2 separate regions of the Mus musculus genome follow, and region 1 is linked to region 2. Evidence: chromatin contacts called from public Hi-C data. All regions are on one chromosome and are shown on one strand. Each heading gives the region's core, a stretch centred on a gene start, on an enhancer-like site or on the middle of the called end of the contact. The rest is flanking DNA. Distances are from core to core; before and after follow the strand shown.

Region 1 (7,558 bases), core at 1,925-4,424, 400 kb after region 2:
GTCAGTGCTAGTTGGTAAAAATACAAGTAGTGTGGTTTGGCTGTGTAGCCTTGACTCCTGCCGAGGCTGGCAAGCTCCAGCTTGAAGTTGCTCTTGCCCCAACACTGCACAAGTCAGTGCACCTAGAGGGTGTAACGGACACCCGGTTGCATTATGAGGGTCATTTTGAGCTATTAAGTGCTGACAAGGTTTCTAGGTCCTTTGTGGGCCTGAGAAGGACTTTGAGCATCACTGCAGTACTGCGCCATTGGAAATGAGCCAATAGTTCAGAAACTAAGTATTGGATAAGTACATGATGTCATATCCACAGAATTATGTGGCCAAAATTTAATTTTATTAAAGTTTACGCCAAACACGACTTTACAGTGGAGTATTTTTGCATATCGGGGCACTTGATGAAGAAATCGACCTTTTTCGAAGAAAGTGAAAGTAGAGGTCCAAGTTTCTGGGCCTTGCTCAGCTCAGGCCTTGGAAAAAGGGGAGCTGAGGAGGAGGCTGCTGCTTTGCTGGTCTAACTTTACTGCTTTAACGTTCACAGACAAGGGGTTAGCAGGGGGTATCTGCCATTTTATGTGCTTTTTAGCAGTAGGTGAAATGCGCCTTTACATTATCTTCTAGTAGATTCAGTTCTCATTACATTTTCAGTTCCTCCTGTTTATAAAATTCTTTGTCCTGTTTATTAAAAAGCAAAGCTGTCTGATTCCCGTGGAGCTCGTTACTGGTAAGGCACCGACGACCGACAAGGGTGCTGAGAGCTGAAGCGGCAAGTGCTCTCGACCTTTGAGTCATCCCCCCACTTCTGGTTTGTTTTTCCATTCTTTCTCTTATTGAGACAGGATCCCCCTAATTAGCCCAGGCTGGCCCTGAATTCTCCAGCCTCTTTTAACTTCAGCATCCTAGTCCTGGAATTCCAGGCAAGCACTATCACACGTAGTCTGCATTTCTTTATTGTGTTCTTAATTGGGGGAGCTTTGGGTTGCTATATAGAGTTTCAGACTTGAGGCCAGGAGTGTAGCTGTGTGGTAGACTGTGTGCCTAGCAGGCAGGTGGCCTGCTTCAATTTGTAGCACCACAAGAAAAAAAGTTTCAGTTTGAATATAAGAAGTATTCTAAGGTTTGACAGAGACTTGCATTTAGACACAGTGCTTCTTTTAAAATCTCTGTAGGAAGTTACTGCATCTATAGTCTGCATGAAGTCAGAGCAGGTTTGTGAGAGGCATCTTGGAAGGCAGGCTACTTTGTGCATCTGGAACACCTCAGTTGTAATGAAAGCCCAATAATCATAAATTGGCTTCAGTATGTTTCTAATCAGAATATTTGATGCTTAAAGATTCCTTATATATTGTGTTTATTTAAAGTGTTCCTTAAGCTTGTTAGAAAATGTTAGAAGACTCTCTCTCTCTCTACATATATATATATATATATATATATATATATATATATATATATATATATATGCAGATTTTACTGTTTATTTGTATTGATGGTGAATCAAACCTAGGGCACTGAACATTCTAGGCAAATCACTTCTCCACTGAGCTGTATCCTTAGTCCTTACATTCTTATTCTTTCTCCTTTCCCTCTTCCCATACCGCTTAGCCTTACATAGGCTAAGTAAATGGTGTACTACTAAACTATACCTACAGCCCAATATTCCAGGTTTAAATTGGAAATATTAATTAGAATATTAATAGTCTTTGAAAAAGAATGAGCTATAGCCTTTCCTTTGAAATATTAGGCAAAATAGAACTGTATATTCAAGCCATCATATAAGGTTTTATACTTTAGAAACATAGAACCTTACTTAAACCTAAATAAATAGTAAGGACATGTTAAATTCTGTTTAGGAAAAAAAAAGCCACAGGATTCTCACAATGGGCTTATGTGATATGAACAATGTTGTTTTGGACATTAATATAGAATGCTGAAGCCTGATAAAATTATAGTTGATGTAGATTATATTTATAGCTAGGTAAGAATTGCCCAATATTAATAGAGAAGATAGCTGTACTTTGCCTAACCATGTGGTGAGTTATCATTCATAAAGATTATTAGTTTGACAGGCATGATCAGTTGAGCACCTATTTATGGTAGATATATATTACAGGAACCAAGTTTTGGACATATGAGAAAGTGGGGGTAGTTTGTTGGGGTTTTGGGGCACAAGTAATCTGAGACTGACAAAAGGCTGTATTAAATAAAAACCCAACACTCTAAGCTTAGCTTAGTTGATAGAGTGCCTGTATGGTAGGCATTATGTTTGGAGATGGAGACTAGAGGATCAGAAGTTCAAGGTCATCTTTCTGTTACATAGAGAGGTGGAGAACAATTTGGGTTGTGTGAGAACTATCACAGAACAACCAACCAACCCCCAAAGATCAAAGTGGCAAATTAATCAGTTGGGTGTTATTGAGTCATTTGGGGTAGCCATGCTACCTCTCTGATATGCTCAGCTGCTTGCTCAGCTACATGGTTTCTGGGTTTTTTTGTTTGTCTATTTAAAGACAGATGCCTACTATTATACAGCCCTGGCTGGCCTAGAGTGCTTTATGTAGATCAGCTGGCCTCAAGTTCAGAGAGATCCAGCCGCCTCTGCCTCCCTTGTTTTGAAATGTTTAGTTAGGGTGGCTAGCAAATGTTACTCTTCAAATTGCCAGACTCCTAGGACAGACTTTACGGTTTGGGGACATGTTCTGCTGTTTCATTCAGTTATGTGGGCGTGGTTGTTTTTGTTTTTGTTTTTATTTTCCTACCTCTTAGGCCCAGGGCCTTTTGCATGCTCTAGCAATGGCTCTAGTATGTTTTGTAGTTTTTAACTTTGGAGCAGGGCTCTTACTAAGTTGCTTGGGTTTCCTTGCCTGTGTAGCCATCTTCCTCCTCCGGGCTCTGGAGTAGCCGGGTCACAGGCCTATGCCAACAAGGCTGGCCACAGCATTTTATCAGATCTTTGGTATTCATTCCTAGGAGTCCTTCAAAGGACATGAACATTGTTCTTTTGTCTCTTAGCTCTCAACACCAGAATACTTTCATTGTCTTTCTTCATTTTTATGTTTCTGATATCATACTTCATTGTGTTTGCACACAGGCAATTGAACTATTTATAAGTAAGATGCAGCAGAGAAGGCAGGAAATAGTTGACATTTGTATGCTCTATCTTGCTCTCTGCTTCCTGTCAGTTAAACCACGAAGAGAGGAACAGAGACACAGATGTACGGTTGCTGCTTTAATTTCCCATCAGGGAGCCCAGTTAAGCATAAAGGTTGTTTCATTAAACTTCGTACTTGTTGATTTTAGGGGTATGTATGGTAGGCTTCTTGGTGGGTTACACAGATTGCGTGGATATCTGGCAACACTTTGACATTAGATATAGGACTTATATGAAAATACAAGTTTTACACATTTAAGAGGTTTTTCCTTTTGTGATTTTGTTTTGTTTTTTGAAAGGCTCCATATGCACTTAGGCTGGCATTACACTCATGATCTTCTTGACTTAGCCTCCTAAACGCTGGGGTTATAGGCCTGTACCAAACTATACTCAAGTATACCTTAGTGTGAGTGTGAGTGTGAGTGTGTGTGTGTGTGTGTGTGTGTGTGCTCGCGTATGAAGGCCAGGGGTCAACCTTGGGTGGCACTTCTTAGGAGCCAGAGGTGTCATTCCTGAGGGACTGTGCACTTTGTGCATGCATGCACACACGTTCATATGTGTGCACAGGCGTGTGAGATGTATGTACATATAGGCCAGAAGTCAGTCTTGGTGGTATTACTTAGGAGTCATGCGTTTTATTTTTAGAACTGGGAACTAACCCCAGAGCGTGCACATAATGGGGCATGCTCGTTACCACCGAGCTGCAACCGCTGTTCTACAGAGCCATCAACAGGCTTGCTGAGTCCACTTATTTATTTAATGTTAACTTTGAGATAGTGTCTCTACTATATAGACCAAGCTGGCTTCAAACTCATGGAAGTCCACCTGCTTCTGTAGAATAAAGGTATGCACTACTCTAGCTGGCCTTATCAAGTATATTTAATTTCAAATAATGGAGGGAAATGTAAAAAACAAACAAACAAACAAAAAACCAAATGTGTTTTTGTGGTCTTACTATGGAGGGTAGACAGCTGGATTTTTTTCTGTATGCCCTTTAACGTTTTCTTGGCTTCTATTGTGTCTTATATGTGGGAAATCTGTCCAAACTCACACAAGTGCTGAAGACAGCTGAGGAGGTGAGACAATTTCATTTCCCCGTTGGAAAAGCTTGTTTTCTACTAGGTTGTCCCACCTCATTTTTAGATTTAAATGTTACTGTCAGCATTGCTCCTTCTAACTAGAATGTCTCCCTCCCCTTCACAGTCTCAGAACTTAGCAAGATCAGATGGGAGTTATCACTAATGAACTTGCCCCCTTGTAAGGGTTCCTCCATCTCACAAGTATTTACCCCCCCTCCCTCAGCATTTGTTTAATACATTCATTTACATTTAGTTATCTGTTCCCAATCTTTCCTAGGAATCAAGCCAGTTAAGGACAAAGATTGTGCCCTAATTGCCTTTAGTTTTGTATACTCACCGAGGTTGTAGCTACTAAGTGCAAGCATAGGTGCACTCACACCTCTGATAGCTCCATTCTGGAATCAAAGCCACAGGCTGATTAAAGAACTACAGTGTGTCTTCTCTGCACGTTGCCTTTATGGTATATTTGTAAGAAATAATTGAAGCAAGCGCTTTTTTCTTCCTCCTCGGAGTGTGCTTTTCTGGGGAGCTGTGGATCAAAGCCAGGGTTTTACACATGCCAGGTGAGTGCTCAGGGCTCCTCCACTGAGCTGTGTCCTTAGAAGCAAAGCCTTCCTGAATGATATGCTGGTGGTAGCAGACTGTAGTAAGTGGCCATGAAGTTTGAATCTGTCATGGATATTGCCTTGCTTCATTTCATAGCCGAGTGTCATCTATTCAAAATACTTAATCCATATAGAACATAGATGCAACTAGTCTCTCTCTCTCGCTATATATATATATATATATATATATATATATATATATATGTTTTCCTTCTGGTAGTTAAGTGAATGAAGATTTAGTTAAATAGCATGTACAAAGAATGTAATACAGTCATGTTTTTAAAATTTGTGACTGGTCATGGCCATAGCATAAACAATGAGACCCTGTCTGGGGTAGGGGTGGGGGACAGGAGAGAAAGGAAGGAAGGAAGGAAGAAAGAAAACCTTGTAATTTTCCATTTTAAAAAATTATTAAATTAGGTTGTGAATTTGGGGGTAATAATGGGCCTCACACATTGAGCAAGCACTCTGCTGGAAAAACCGAACCTCTTTGAAAATTTTTGTATTTTTAATTTTTTTTAAACAAATTTGAGAGCAGGTCTCACTCTGCAAGTTGCCAGGCTGGCCTTGAGCTCTCAGTCTTCTGGCCAGGCGGCTGTAGCTGGGTTGACGAGCCAGTGCCGCCCTCACCCTCATAGCTTTTGTTTGGAAGTTACTGTGGATAAGGCCTAAATGTACAACCTAGGATGGCCTCAAGCCCCTGTGCGCCCCAGGCTAGGACAATGGCATGTGAGACAGGATCTGATTAGGTCATGATTTTCTCCTCGTGCATACCTCTGCCTTCCTGGTGCTGGAATTACAGGTGTGCACTACCATTCCTCTATCTCCACCCTTCTCATCCCCAGGGAGAACAAAACCACAGCCCATCAATTCAATGTTTGTTTGTTTGTTTGTTTGTTTGTTTGTGTTCCCCACAACCTGAGCACTTTACCATGCTTGTTGAGAGTATCTGTGCCATAAGGGAAGAGGTGCAGGGGAGTGGCTTACACTTCAGCAGTGCCATCATCTGTGCAGTGCTTGTCACAGCTCTTTCTGCCATTTTGAACAGTAGTCTCAGATTCCTGGGGCTGTCACTGGGCTTTTTGAGCACAGGGACCACCCTCTGTTGTTAGAACTCTATTTGGAAACCCCTGGACTGGCTGAAAAGATACACTGTGGATCCGTTTTAACAATTAGATGCTGCCTTCTGGGGTTAGCTGTCTTGTCTTATTTACTGAACCACACTGCAAACTGCATGGATCAAGGATGAGGCATGCTATTCTGTCTTTTCCACAATACTGTACTTAGGTAAATTTAGCAGATGTTCTGAATGGTTTACCATTGAATCCATTAATAGTAGAGGTGTCTTGAACATAGATTCTTGAGATCTCTTGATAAGCTCTAGATGAACATCAAAGAAGTACATTTCCTATTGGAGAAAACCTCTCCTATTGGAGAAAACATTTCCTATTGGAGAAAACCTCTCCTACTGGAGAAAACCTTTCCTAGAGATGTTTACATGACCCCTAATTATATACATATATAAAATAGGTGTTCAGAGCAGTGGTTGCTGATGGTAAATCAGGAGGCAATAGTTGTAAGGTTCAGTGAGTAGAGGTTCTTGCTGCCAAGCTTAGCAACCAGAGCTGAGTCCACAGTACCCACAGTGGTGGAAGGGGAGAACCAATTCCTGCAAAGTTGTTCACTGCACACCAGAGGCAGATGCAAAGGATAAGAAGGAACCTGAGTCCCAGGGCAGCCTGACCTATGGAGGAAAACATTGTCTCCAAGACACAAACAAAACCAAGCTGGTGATCATATATGTGGTACAGTGTGTGGCATATGCCAACCACACTCATTCACACACACACACACACACACATACACACACACAGACAGAGAGACAGAGAGATGCTCTGAATGTAAAAAAATGGAATAGAACAATTATTTCATATGTGTATAATTTTATCATTTATTAAAGACAAACACATTTACACAAGTAAAGAGGTTTACTTGTTTATTTTTCACATACAGTGATTAAATCATAGCTGAATACTTGGCATTGTGGTACTAAAGCATCTTTGACATTTTCAAAGATGTTTGGTATTTCAGTTTATTATTAACAAAACTGAGAATGTTGTTTCAAATAAATACATTCTACAAAAAAAATGGGAAAGGTATGTTTGAGGCTATTTCAAAAATTGTTGGAAATTCTTATATATAAGAATGACAAGAAAGAAAACATGGAGGAATTTTTGAATCTCTGCTCGGGCAAATTTCCTACTCAAGATGCCTCCCCGGTGGCTCCACTGGGGCTGAGGAGTCAGGAGAAGGAGAGCAGCACAGAAGTTCCGATGGAAGAGGCGCTTGCTCTTTGCTCCGGCTCTTTCCCAACAGACAGGGAGGAAGAGGGTGAAGAGGAGGAATTTGGAGACTTCCAGCTTGTTTCAAAGGAGAATGGATTTGCTAGTGACGAGGATGAACACAGTGACTCCAATGATGAAGAGCTGGCCCTGGACCTGGAGGATGATGAAGAAGAGCTCCTGAAAAGTCTGAGAAGATGAAACGCCAAATGAGACTGAAGAAATACTTGGAAGACGAGGCAGAGGTGTCAGGCAGTGAGTGACGTGGGAAGTGAGGACGAGTACGATGGGGAGGAGATTGATGAATACGAAGAGGACGTCATTGATGAGGTGCTTCCGTCTGATGAGGAGCTGGAGAGTCAGATCAAGAAGATACACATGAAAACC
Region 2 (7,116 bases), core at 3,126-5,625:
ATATATATATATATATATATATATACATATAAACCATACATACATACACATATGGCTTTATACATGCCAGACACTCTATCAGCTGATCACAGAATGAGCTACTTAAAGCTGAGTAATTCTCATTGCATTTTATTTTAGGAGTGAAGATTAAGCTGCTAAACTCAATACATTCTTCATTGCTGGTGTGGGTTGGGCAATGTTCCCATAAAGAACACTCTCCTATACCCCTCCTGGAAAATCTTATACTTACATAGGCCTTGTGTTAACCCAAAGGAAAAGCACTATGCTCGATTGAAAACCATCTCCTTAACCACACTGAATTCCTATTGATGAAAATGTACCACCAGAAACTGCGGTGTCCTGGCCTGGCTTGGAGGGGCCCATAGTGTGGAGGAACTGTCTCGTGGCTAACAGGATCTACTATTGCAATGGTTGTTCTTCCCCTATAGCTTCTGGATTGGTGGTGGGAGTAAGCTGGGTTTGTTGTAAAAGTATGACAGGAATTAGTTAACCATTCTGAAAATAGCTCACTTCTCGCCAATGCCCAACTCCACGACAGATGCCTGATGCTTGCATGCATGGATGATGTGTGGCAAATAGAAGTATATTTTAATATTTATTTATGTATGTGATTTTTTCCCTAAAACTCCAATAGAATGTCCTTTAAAAATAGATCTCGAATTTTCTCCTCCAAGTTTATCACTACATGTTCTGATCTTCTCTAAATGTGAGGGGAATCTGTTTGCACTGACATGCCTTGAATGAGAACGGGGCACGGGGTCACGTTATTAGGAGTCAAATTCTGTTTAGGATTTCTGCCCTTTGGGAATTTAACCGTTTTGATTTTGGTTTGCTTTGGTTTGTTTGTTTGTTTTTTTTTTTTTTTACCTTCATAAACACTGTGTTTATGAAGTCTTTTTAATTTCTCTCTGTGTTACATGTGATACCTGTGCCTATGTGTCTCTTTTTCATTAACTGCTTGAAAGTAAAATGTACATATCCTTTAGTTCTACATACCGGAGTATTTCCTCCCCAGGCACATGGCATGGCCTCCATCCAGACCTCAAGCTCAGGAATGTGAGATTGATACAGTGTAGAAGCCTTGTCCCCAGACCGTATTCAGCTCCAGTGCCCAGTGAGAACAGGAAGGAGTTGAAGAGCGGCCTCTTTGGTGTCTTTCTGTCTCATCAGTTCCTCATTTTGCTGGCTTTCATAACTGGTTCTCTGTGGTATTTTGAAGACCACAACCTGTTGTTTTGTAAAACATCCTTTGATTCGGGACCCAGAGTACGAATTTTTGGCAGGAAAGTCACTGACAACATGGCTCCGTTCAGTGTGCCCTATCCGGCACGGAGAACTGGTCCACCGATGGTGAGGTGGAGGTGTTCTCTCCGATGGGATTCACCTGGAGCGAGCGCTATTTCCCATTATGATTAGGATGGGTGTTTGTGGCGTGTGTTCCAAACCTGTCAATATTCATCCATTGTTTTGGCATTCTCTGCGTGTACGAATACAGTGATGGTTGCCAAGTGGTGATGTCTTACTCCACCACTCCTCCTGTCCACACTGGTTGGCATGCTAAGTTAGAAAGGCCCTCCCTCCCTCCTCTGTCTGTATGATGGCCCCTTGGCTGTTAGCCCCAGGTAACAGGTGTATGGCTACCCTTATTTGCCTTGCTGCTCTAGTTATCCCTGACTCTTAAGTCAGCATTTGAATACAAAGGGGGCATCTGTAAACTTACTTTCACTTAGCTGCAGGTTCGCCAGCTTCTCCATGGGGTATTCTCACACACCCCATTCCAGAGCTGTGTTCATGGAGTGCATCTTGATAAGGCAACATTCTGGAGAAGTTCCCCAAATAGGATTCTTATCCATACACAAACCAGTGAAATCCAGAGAATCACAGAATATTCTTTCATTTACAGCATTAGAAAAAAAGCCTAAGGAATTGGTGGTAATATGGCTACTACCACATATGTTGAACATTATTCTTAATTATAATAGTATTTCTTTTATGAACAGCACCACAAGAAAAACATCCATTCTCACCTTGATGTTTCTTGAAGAGACACTTGGAAATATTTTTGCCTCTAAGCATAGGCTAAAGCCTAAAATAATATAATAACCTTTAAAATGTCATTTTACCCTTATTTATCTTGTTATATTTAAGCACTAACTTCTAAATCACTCCCAATTTATACTTAACTAAAATTATTCTGCTGACCACAAGAGGGTGTCAGCGAGCTTAAAACAGAACTGCCTCAGCCTAGTCAATGTTAGAATTCCATCTCCTGAGCAGTTCCTGTCAGTTTAGTCTTGCAGAACTGTAGTTAAAAAGACAGACATGGGGAGGGGTCCAGTGATCCCTCTGTCCTTTCATCGGCATGACCGCATTGGGTGCCTCTCTTTGTCTGCTCTCACTAATATCCAGGCTCCTTGGTTACGTGATTAGGATGGGTGGCTGACCCTGGCTTGTCAGGGCACACCTAAGGACGGCAGCATTATGACAGTCACAGAGGGATAAAAAGAAAGGGTGTCTGTCACCCACAACAAATTGACTCCAGAAAGAGGGGAGAATGAGTGGTTCCAGCAGCTTCTGAAGTCATTTTACTCTGGTGACATTTTTCATAGCTGAACTACCATGTGCCTCTTGCCTCCTATTAAAACTCTACCCTCTGTCAAGGCCCCTCAAGGTAGACTTGGAGAAGTTGATAGATTTCCTTGTCTTCATCCCAGTATTGCCACATTGAATAATGCCTGTTTTCTGCTTTTACTATTAGTATGGCTTCTTTAGTTAGCTTATTGAGGACAATTGACCAAACCTGGCTTGTTGGGTACACAAGCCATGACCCTTAAGTGCAATAACGCTCGTCCTTTATAGCCGGGTCATTTTGAGCTGCTTAGCCCCTCCCTGGCCTGCTTCTTTCCCTCGGAAGCATGCTATCTTTTTTGTGGGAGGTGCATGTATGCACACATAGAGGCCAGAGGTCAAGGTGAGCAGCTCTTATTTAACCTGGAGCTCACTGATTCAGCTAGACAGCCAAGCCAGCAGCTCCAGAGACTATCCTGTGCTGGGATTACAGATGTGCACCAATCGCCCATGGGTTCTAGGGGACTGAACTTAGGCTTCATGGCAAGCACGTCACCAACCGAGCCATCATCCGAGCCCCTGAAGTGTGCAACCTCTGAATAAGCTGTCTCTGCTAATGTCACCCTCCCAAAAGAATGACAATTAAAAAACAGTCAGTTGGCTATCTGCACTAGAAGAGTTTTGACCCTCAAAGGAAAGTCTTGTATGAGAAGCATTGTATGAGGTGGCATAACCTGAAAGATGGGACACAGTGTGGGTCCTGTTGAAGCCACAGGTACAGAGAAATGTCCTCCAGCCTGTAATCCAGGAAGGAGGTCCTCGTTCCTGAACCGTTAGCACGTCTCCCTGAGGACTCATGCCACCTCTTAGGACTTAATTTCTTTTTCTATAAAATCGGGTATATTATAATCTTAGCAGGGATATACAAAGAACCCCTGTCTCAAAAAATCCAGAAACCAAAAACCAAAACGAAAAAGAAAAAGTAAGAAAGGAAGGAAGGAAGAGAGAGAGAGAAAGATCATGATAGCCACTACTTTCGGTATGTGCTTCTCTTTCCATTTTGAGGTTTAAGTAATTTGGCCACAGTTGCTGTGCTAGTGAAGAACAGAGCTGTAATTTCAGCCTGGTTCTCTCTGCTGTAGAAGCCTATGGGTCAGTCCCTTTCCTGTTGCTGTGGCAAAATGTCTGACAAGGGCTCATTTGTGCTCGAAGTTCAGCGGAATTCAGGTTAGTGGTAAGGAAGTCGCAGCAGCAAGAACATATGGCTGCCCCATTCTGTCCCCTGTAGGAGGGAGGGAGGGAAGGCTGCACTCAGCCAGCTTTCTCCTGAGACATCAGCCATGGGATGCCCACAGCTCACATTCAGGGCAGGTCTTCCCACTTCACATAACCAAATCTAGAAAGTCCCTCGCAGACACACCCAGAGGTTTGCCTCCTGGATCAGCGATTCTAGATCACTGGTTCTCAACCTGTGTGTCAGGACCCTCTTAGGGGTCACATATCAGATATCCTGCATATTATATATTTACATTACAATTCAGAACAGTAGCAAAATTACAGTTATGAAAAGGCAATGAGATAATTGTTTTCCATTGGTTGGGGGTCACTACACCATGAGGACCTGTATTAAATGGTCACAGCATTAGGACAGTTGAGAAGCACTGGTCTAGATCCTGTCAAGTTGATGGTGCTAGCTGTCTGCCTTGTTTTTATTCTCTCCACCATTTAGCTTCCCTAAGGCCTAAAGACTAAGTACGTAGAGGTGGTACTCTCAGAGAAGACTACAAAAGAGTTTGATCAAACGCACACAAATTGGTATTGGTGACACAGGTGTGACACAAGCCAGGAAGGTCTCAGGCCAACAAGGCATTGTGCATCTCAGAATCCAGACTTCTAAATGAAATCTCCTTCATTTGAAATTTAGGCAGCAACATCAGGGTTTCTAGTAGTTTTAAGGAGAATGGCAAAACTCTCCCTACTGACTTCTGTTTCCTCTTAGCAGGGTGGGCACACAGCAGGAGACAAAGCCAAGCTCTCCCCAAGCTTTGTCAAGCTGTTGAATTTGTTACCCCTCCCTACAGACTCTTAGCTTCTCCAGAAAAACCTTAAACATTTATTTGAAGAGTATGTAATCTGGGGAACTGGCAAAATATGTCCCTGGTTTTGTTGAGCTGACAAACATGTTTTGTCTTTTTTTTTGGTTTTGGTTTTGGTTTTGGTTTTTCAAAACAGGGTTTCTCTGTATAGCCCTGGCTGTCCTGGAACTCACTTTGTAGACAAGGCTGGCCTCGAACTCAGAGATCTGCCTGCCTCTGCTTTCTGAGTGCTGGGATTAAAGGCATGTGCCACCAAGCCCAGCACATGTTTTGTCTTATTTTGTTTTGTTTTTAAGCATTTCTAGCATTTGAAAAATCAAAAATTGTATCAAGTAACTCATGAAAATTAAATGAAGTTCAGATTTTGGTATCCACATAAAGTTTTATTGGAGCACAGCTATGTTCGCACGGTAGTACCTGTTCCTGCTTTGTGTTAGAAAGGCAATGCTGGGTAAGTTGCAACACGATCCACCAAGGATGAAGTGTGTGCCATCTGGCCTTTACAGAAAAAGGCGAGAACTCTGGTTTAGAATTCAAAATCAAAAAAGATGGGCAGTGACCACCCGCCTCCCAAGATAAGGTAAAAATAGAATTGTGTAAGTCTGAAAGGGGAGAAGAAAAGGAAAATTATTAGTTTTCCAAAAAGCTACCTCAGTATAAGATTCAAAATATTTTTTATTGTATTCATTGTGGGGGAAATCTGATCTGGGCCAGAATGGTGTTCTAGAATGTTCTGTATTTTATGAATGAAAAAGCAAGATTCTTTACTCCTAAGAAGAATGCTGACCACGAAGCCAGACCACTGTCCTCCCGACCTCAGACATGCACTGTGGGCTCCGTGCCTTCAGTCCACCCACTGCTGGGCCCCAGCCTTCATAGCTGAGGGCCGCTTTGTCTCCACATGGCTGGTGGGCCAGCAGCCTTCCCTGATCACACAGTGATCGTTCACTCTGATCTGTCTGGAAGGCAGGCCTCCCAACCCAAAGCTGGTGCCTGAAGACTGTGCCCCCAGTACTGCCTGAAGACTGTGCCCCCAGTACTGCCTGAAGACTGTGCCCCCAGTACTTCCTGTAAGCCCGCCCCCGGCTAGTGCTCGGTAGCTTCTGGGTACACAGTAGAACCAATGGACGTGTGTCTGAGGTTCTGTGAGGTCCCGTGAAGAACTGGAACCCTGGGTGCTTCCTAGAAGGATGAATCTTCCTTTTCTATGAGCTCACATCTCACTAGGGTGACAGAGAACTCTGAGCAGTTTCGTTGTTAGCCTTTTTCCTTCCTACTGCTAAGTTTGTGGCTCCTGAATGGACACCTGTGAGTCAGGTGCCGTAAGGTCTACAATTTGTCTGCCATGATCATTTTTACTTGTCTCTAATATGTGTGAACTCCAACTGACTGTGGAATGCCATCCTTCTAAGCAATGAAGCTCAATGTGAGCATATGACAGTTGGTATTTTCTTCTACCTTTAGAGATACCTTTAAAGTCTATGATTTCATAGGAGCCCAAACTCTGTACATTATAAAGGTAAAGGTTCATTTCAAAAGAAAAAAAAAAAAAAAGTGCCACAACCACCCAGCCAACAAGCCTGTAGAAATTATGCAATGAAATTTTTTAAATTGTTGTTAAATACCAACATACCCAAAACAACAATATTCAAACTATTCATAGATCTTCTCTATTCAAAATATTCACCAAGAAATACACAAAATAGTATTATCCCACAAGAAACACAGGTGGTGTAATTTCCTCTTTAGGTTGTTCAGTTTAATAACTGTCTTAGGGTTACTACTGCTGTGGTCAAACACCATGACCAAAAGCAACTTGAGGAGGAAAGGGGTTTTTTGTTTTGTTTTTTGTTTTTTGTTTTTATGGGTTTTTTTTTTTTTTTTTTTTTTTTTTTTGGCTTACATATCCTCATTACTGTTCTTCATGAAAGGAAGTCAGCATAGGAACTCAAACTGAGCAGGATCCTAGAGGCAGGGACCTTGGAGGGGTGTTGCTTACTGGCTTGCTCCCCATGGCTTGCTCAGCCTGCTTTCATATAGATCCCAAGACTACCAGCCCAGGTATGCCACCATCCACAATAGGCTGAGCCCCCCTCCCTTGATCACTATTTAAGAAAATGCCCTACAGCCAGATCTTACAGAGGCATTTTTTTTCCCATAGAGGTTCCCTCCTCTCAGATGACTGATTCTAGCTTCAGTCAAGCTGACATAAAACTAGCCATCACAGTAACCAGGGGCTGGCTATTCATTTGCTTTTATTATACAGATTGAGTTTCCCTTCTGAATGCTTTGACCGAAAGTGTTGCAAGTTTCAGGTTCTTTTAGACTTCTGGAATGTTTGTGTAGATGATGAGATTTCTTTGGGATAGTACTCAAATCTAAACATGAGATTCAGTTCCTAAAGTCAGCTTCATATGGTACTTTTAGCATA

The links. A called contact is a pair of places that touch in the nucleus more often than the background predicts.
Region 1: a contact with region 2 is called in a Hi-C map of CD8 T cells, with 7 times the contacts expected there. The contact joins two enhancer-like sites. A contact is called at or near these places in 1 of 484 Hi-C or Micro-C datasets (CD8 T cells) and 3 of 115 datasets of contacts at active chromatin or transcription factors (T-cell acute lymphoblastic leukemia, effector CD8 T cells and memory CD8 T cells).

The regions. Positions count from the first base shown.
Region 1 is chr14:79,518,792-79,526,349 of GRCm38.p6, forward strand. All of the region lies in intron 1 of Elf1 (E74-like factor 1), which reads left to right. It also overlaps the pseudogene Gm9243. Among named protein-coding and RNA genes, the nearest start is that of n-TEttc4, 41 kb to the left of the region's middle. Within about 2 kb of position 3,175, at least 131 of the 459 cell types and tissues checked have an H3K27ac peak or open chromatin away from gene starts, as enhancers often do. A contact at or near this core is called in CD8 T cells and memory CD8 T cells, where this site is marked.
Region 2 is chr14:79,122,501-79,129,616 of GRCm38.p6, forward strand. All of the region lies in intron 37 of Vwa8 (von Willebrand factor A domain containing 8), which reads left to right. All of the region lies in intron 1 of Gm30970 (a long non-coding RNA gene), which reads right to left. Among named protein-coding and RNA genes, the nearest start is that of Gm30970, 9.2 kb to the right of the region's middle. Within about 2 kb of position 4,376, at least 17 of the 459 cell types and tissues checked have an H3K27ac peak or open chromatin away from gene starts, as enhancers often do. A contact at or near this core is called in CD8 T cells and memory CD8 T cells, where this site is marked.